Regions from separate parts of the Mus musculus genome. Here region 2 is linked to region 1. The links are chromatin contacts, called in public HiChIP or PLAC-seq maps. All regions are on one chromosome and are shown on one strand. Each heading gives the region's core, a stretch centred on a gene start, on an enhancer-like site or on the middle of the called end of the contact. The rest is flanking DNA. Distances are from core to core; before and after follow the strand shown. Region 1 overlaps Gm51804 (a long non-coding RNA gene). Region 2 holds the start of Ddx21 (DExD box helicase 21).

What was found. HiChIP or PLAC-seq counts read pairs in DNA pulled down with a chosen protein or histone mark.
Region 2: a contact with region 1 is called in an H3K27ac HiChIP or PLAC-seq map of extraembryonic endoderm stem cells. The contact joins the promoter of Ddx21 here to the enhancer-like site in region 1. A contact is called at or near these places in 4 of 39 promoter capture datasets (embryonic stem cells, neutrophils, second pharyngeal arch cranial neural crest and 1 more), 6 of 115 datasets of contacts at active chromatin or transcription factors (the HPC-7 cell line, the SCID.adh cell line, embryonic stem cells and 1 more) and 3 of 9 other capture datasets (adipose tissue, liver and pancreatic islet).

The regions. Positions count from the first base shown.
Region 1 is chr10:62,521,695-62,524,368 of GRCm38.p6, forward strand. The region is part of intron 2 of Gm51804 (a long non-coding RNA gene); the gene reads left to right. It also overlaps a transcript of Srgn not described here. Among named protein-coding and RNA genes, the nearest start is that of Gm51804, 15 kb to the left of the region's middle. Within about 2 kb of position 1,312, at least 13 of the 459 cell types and tissues checked have an H3K27ac peak or open chromatin away from gene starts, as enhancers often do. A contact at or near this core is called in extraembryonic endoderm stem cells and pancreatic islet, where this site is marked.
Region 2 is chr10:62,600,961-62,603,634 of GRCm38.p6, forward strand. It overlaps Ddx21 (DExD box helicase 21), which reads right to left and starts at 1,338. Exons shown (of 15, transcript NM_019553.2): 1 at 1,168-1,338. The coding sequence starts at 1,254.

The sequences.
Region 1 (2,674 bases), core at 62-2,561:
AGAGAGAGAGAGAGAGAGAGAGAGAGAGAGAGAGAGAGATATCTTATTTGCCATCTCCAGACCCTTGACAACCAGGATCATCTAGTCCAACATGATTATCTGTGCAGAAATTTCCAGGCAGACCTCTTAATTCTGCTCTGACAATGCCGTGGGATAGGCTATTCCCGGTAGCACCCTGGGATGCGCCTGTGCTTGTTTATGGGAAACAGAGATAGGGACAAGTCCCCCAGAGTGTGAGATGAGTGACACAGGTCCCAGAGAGGCCCAAGTCCAGAGATAAGGAGGGCCTTGAGACTCGGATTGCTTGAGTCAGCTCCCTATACTGAGTGATCATTACCCTAGGGCAGACAAGCTAGTTAGAGTCACTATGCTTGCTCTTCCCAGGCAGAGGGGACTGGAGCTGGGATAGCTTTGTGTATTGGCCCAGTATCTCATAGATGTCCACACCCCTCCACACCACTGTCTCCACATGATCAGCATGTGAGAGCCACCAGGGTAACGTGGTTCAAAACCCTTTGGGGGTGAGTAGGTGAAATGACCCTTTCACAGGAGTCACCTAAGACCATCAGAAAACACATATATTTACGTTATGGCTTGGGCTCTTAACAGTAGCAGATTACAGTTATGAAGTAACAACAAAAAGAATTCTGTGGCTGGGGTCACCACAACATGAGGAACTGCATTAAAGGGTCACAGCATCAGGTAGGTTGAGAACCACTGGACTGGAGGAAGGACTATCTGAACCCGGGACAACTGTATGTGTCTGGCATGTAGCAGCAGGCTCTCAGTGTGCCACGTGCCTGAGGCTCAGACATGGCTGGATTCATGACTGACTGACAGCATCAGGACAAAGAACTTAGCAGAGTGAACTGTGCCCATCTGTCACATGAGTACCCTCAGGAGTCTAATGAACTTCCTTGAACTCACTGTCTATACCTGTGTAAATAGGGCTTGTTTAACTTCCACCACCTCCTCCTCCTCACAGCTGTTGGAAGGGTTCAGTTGATCGTTCCTGTTGTTTTGAGATAGGGTCTTGTCCCAAGCCTCAAACTCAGTTGCTATGCAACCGAGAAATAATCACCCACCCCTGGAGCTCCGGCTAAATTCCTAAATTCTGGGATTGCAGGTGTGCTCTTGGACTCCAGGTTCATTCACTGGTGCCAATCAAACCCAGGGCCTTGTGCATGCTAGTTAGACACACTCCAACTGCGCCGCATCCCAGCCCCTAGGAGAGTTGGGTTGACTATAGTGCCCTGGCCCTTAAGCACTAAGTGGCGCCCGCTCTCCACCTGTTAGCATATTTGCTAGCTGCTAACAGTGCCACTCTTGTAAACCTCCACTTCTGCTCCTATTTGTTGACGATGTCACCTGCCGCACAAGCCTGTGGAGGATGCTGCATGTACTTGTGTCTCGCCAGGCAACGGCAGGGGAGCCGCGGTGGCACATAACTTTAATCTCTGCACTCGGAAGGCAGAGAGAGGCAGGCAATCTCTGGGTTCAAATCTAGCATGGTCTGTAGAGCTAGTTCCAGGGCTGAGCAGAGAAACCCTGTCTTGAAAGCCAAAACAAGGGGCTGGAGAGATGGCTCAGTGGTTAAGAGCACTGACTGCTCTTCAGAAGGTCCTGAGTTCAAACCCCAGCAACCACATGGTGGCCCACAACCATCTGTAATGAGATCTGACGCCCTCTTCTGGTACATCTGAAGACAGCAACAGTACTTACATAAAAAATAAATAATAATTAAAAAAATAAAAATAAACAAAAAACCCAGTGTCCCTGGGAAATCTTGCAAGCTGAGTGGCCATCTAGCACATGGATTGATGAGGGACAGCAGTCCACACCAAGACTCAGGTCCTCTGGAAGAACAGCCAGTGCTGTTGGAGTTCACTCAGTAAGTAGGCTAGGTTGATTAGCTAGTGAACCCAGGGAGCTCGTGTTGTGTGTGTTGTGTGTGTTGTGTGTGTTGTGTGTGTTGTGTGTGTTGTGTGTGTTGTGTGTGTTGTGTGTGTTGTGTGTGTTGTGTGTGTTGTGTGTGTTGTGTGTGTTGTGTGTGTTGTGTGTGTTGTGTGTGTGTGTGAGATCATAAATGTACAAAAGAATAAGGAATTTGGTTATGTATTTACTAAACCTATCAAGCTTGGTGACAAATGCTGGTACTCAGATAGCCTGGACTAAAAGACATTGTCTCAAAAAACAAAACAAAACAAAAACAAAAACAAAACCAATTGGGAGTAGAGATACCTGCCTACAGTCCTAGGTGGAGTCAGGGGAATCAGTCAGGGGAATCAGGAGGTCAAGCATCTTACTAAACTCCTTTATTTGGAAAGAATTGACTTCATACAGCCAAGATGAGAATGCTCCTATGCTGGGAATTACAAAGTACTCTCCACGGGTGGCTCCCTGACTTTATTATTATTGTTTTGTTTTGCGGTATTGAGGATGAACATGCTAGATGAGAGAGAGTGTATTCTCTCTGTCTCTCTGTGTCTCTGTGTCTCTCTCTGATTCAGAGATGCTCACAGAACACATATTCTGCCTAGGTTCTGTCAGCCAATCACAGTGGCTCGTAGAAATCGCCATCCCAGTGGGTGTACAAACTGGGAATGCCAGCAGACTATTTCAGTTAAATGTGAAGGCGCCTTGAAAGACTCCTGGGGCAGGCCTGGTTACGGGG
Region 2 (2,674 bases), core at 88-2,587, 79 kb after region 1:
AAATTTCTATATGGTAAAACACTCAAGAAATGTGTACTTCAATGTGGATTCTCGTAGACACTATATGAAACAAAACTACCAAAAAAATTCATATATCATTTGCGTCTGTGAAACTTTATTTGGACTTTATTTAAATGTGCAACTTTTCATATGGAAAATTTGTACCGATTATTAGCCACCTACTAGATAGACTCTAGTAGTGTTCCAGGCAGTAAAGACTAAATCATAATGGACTAAATTCTCAAATCATGGCCTAAGGTAGCGATTCTCAACTTTTCAAATAGTTCATATTGTAGTGACCCCCAACCAGAAAATTATCCCGTTGTTACTTTAATTTTTGCTACCGTTATGAATCATAATATAAACATCTGCAGATTATCTGTCAGGCTGAGAACCGCTGGGCTAAGGGCTAGAGCTACAGTGGGACAGCACCTGCCAACACGTGAGCTGCCCAAGGTTTGGTCCTGGTACCACAAAAACCATCTTAAAAATACTGTATCGTGGACAATCTCTCCGCCCCATGAACATGTTATCTACTACATATATGAAAAACAGTAAGTCGAGTTCGGAATATAAACGCGTAGCTAGGTCCCTCCCTCCTGACTTCAGCATCAGGCAGCTGAACACGCGGATGTGAACGCTGTGCGCCCAGTGATTTCCACCTAATTCAAATACTACTGCTGCTCCTTTAAAAGGCTCCTACCTTCAAAGTCAACAGAGACAGCAAAAAAAAAACTCAATTAAGTCGTACAACATAGGAGTTCCGGGATAATTTCCGAACCCTCCTACTTTGATAGATACTGTCACAAGTTTAATATTTTTATGCAAGGAATTAAGAAGAGACAAGGCGATTTAACAGTGCTCACACAGATCCTTCTATATAATAGGGTGATCACTTAGCCAACCACGTTTTCTGTTTTGGGTTTTCTTTTTTTTTTCTTTTCTTTTCTTTTTTAAAGAGGGAACTGTGTCTGTGTGTCACAGCAGATGCCGACCATGTGCGCAAGTTTCAGACTTTGCCGTCTTCGGCTCTGGTCCGCACTGTGACGCGATCGGCAATCCCTTCCGCACTCCCAAGCCTGACCAGCCGACACGGCGTGTCAGAGGGCCGGCCACGAGCTCCCGGCCCGGCCCAGTTCGGGGACACCCCCCTCCCCCCAGGCTCACCTTCTCGCTTGGCTTCGGCAGCGTCTCCATGCTCTCCTCGGCCCCGTCTGAGCCCAACTTGGCCCCACTGCGGAGTTTTCCCGGCATTATTCAGCAGCAGCTTCTCAGGCCTACCGGCTTCCTCAACCGCGTGCTAGGAGAGAGGGCGACAGAGAAAGCGGACCGCCCCTCAGCCGGGCCTATTCGTCACTTCCGCAGCGGAGTGCATCCGGCGGAAGTAGCGTGTACCGGCAAGGCTGCGGTTCGCGCGGCTTTGGGTGAGACCCGTGTGTGCGGCGTGGAGGTGCTCTGCGCGGTCTAACGACAGCGGGATCGCCACGGCTAGACTTGGAGAACGGCCTTGAATCTTACCCTGCTGCCTCCGCTTGCCGAGTCTGGGATTACCAGCTGGCAACATTTTCCCATGAAAAGCTGCGATGTGTACGCTACCTGTGGAAAACGGCTGGGTGGTGACAGATAAACCCAGGTGCTTTGGTGAGCACCGGAATTCAGGGACCGGCGAGATACCACAGTTCTGGTGACCTGAATTTGTGATCCCTGGAAAACAGAACCAGCTGTGCAGTTTTATCGTGCACGCGCTCAGTGGCACCCAGGACACGCATATGCGTGCTGCACAATATGAACAATTTAAAAGAACCAGAATAGGCAGGGCATATGGGGTGCACGCCGCTAATCTCAGCACCCAGGAGCCAGAGGTAGATGGATCTCTATCGAGTCCAGCGTGGTGCACATAGTTCAAGGCTAGCCCGACACATGATGAGATTGTCTCAACAGCTCTCTCCCCGACCCCAAGTAACAACAAAAAATACCCACAATTCACAAGTCTGGCCCTTTATTCATGTGTGCACTTTATAAACTTCCGGGTATTCTTGTATGACGGACAGGGTTCGTTTTTTTGTGTTTTGTTTTTCGAGACAGGGTTTCTCTGTGTAGCCCTGGCTATCCTGGAACTCACTTTGTAGATCAGGCTGGCCTCGAACTCAGAAATCCGCCTGCCTCTGCTTCCAGAGTGGACAGACAGGATTCTAATAACATCCAAGCCCTGCTTGTCCTCAAGCACTACAGACCAAAGTTTCTCAAGGGGGTCGACACTCCGTTGGGGTTCAACGACCCTTTTACCAGTGGTCATATATCAAATATTTACATTAAGATTCAATAGCAAAATTACAGTTTTGAAGTAGCAATTTTTTTTTTCAGAGCTGAGGACTGAACCCAGAGCCTTGCGCTTGCTAGGCAAACGCTCTACAGCTGAGCTAAATCCTCAACAACTAAAATTAATTCATTTTATGGTTGGGGATCACCACAACGTAAGAGGCATTAAAGGGCTACAGCATTAGGAAGACTGAGAACCACTGTTATAGACTAATGTAAGAGATGGACAGTTATCACTGGGTTTGAGGGCACACTCAGCCCCTTGACAGGGCCTTGAGACTAGGAATGGATTCCCAAAGATGCCTAAGTTGGAGAGTTTACTACTACCATTGGATAAGGGAAAGAGGCCAATTGA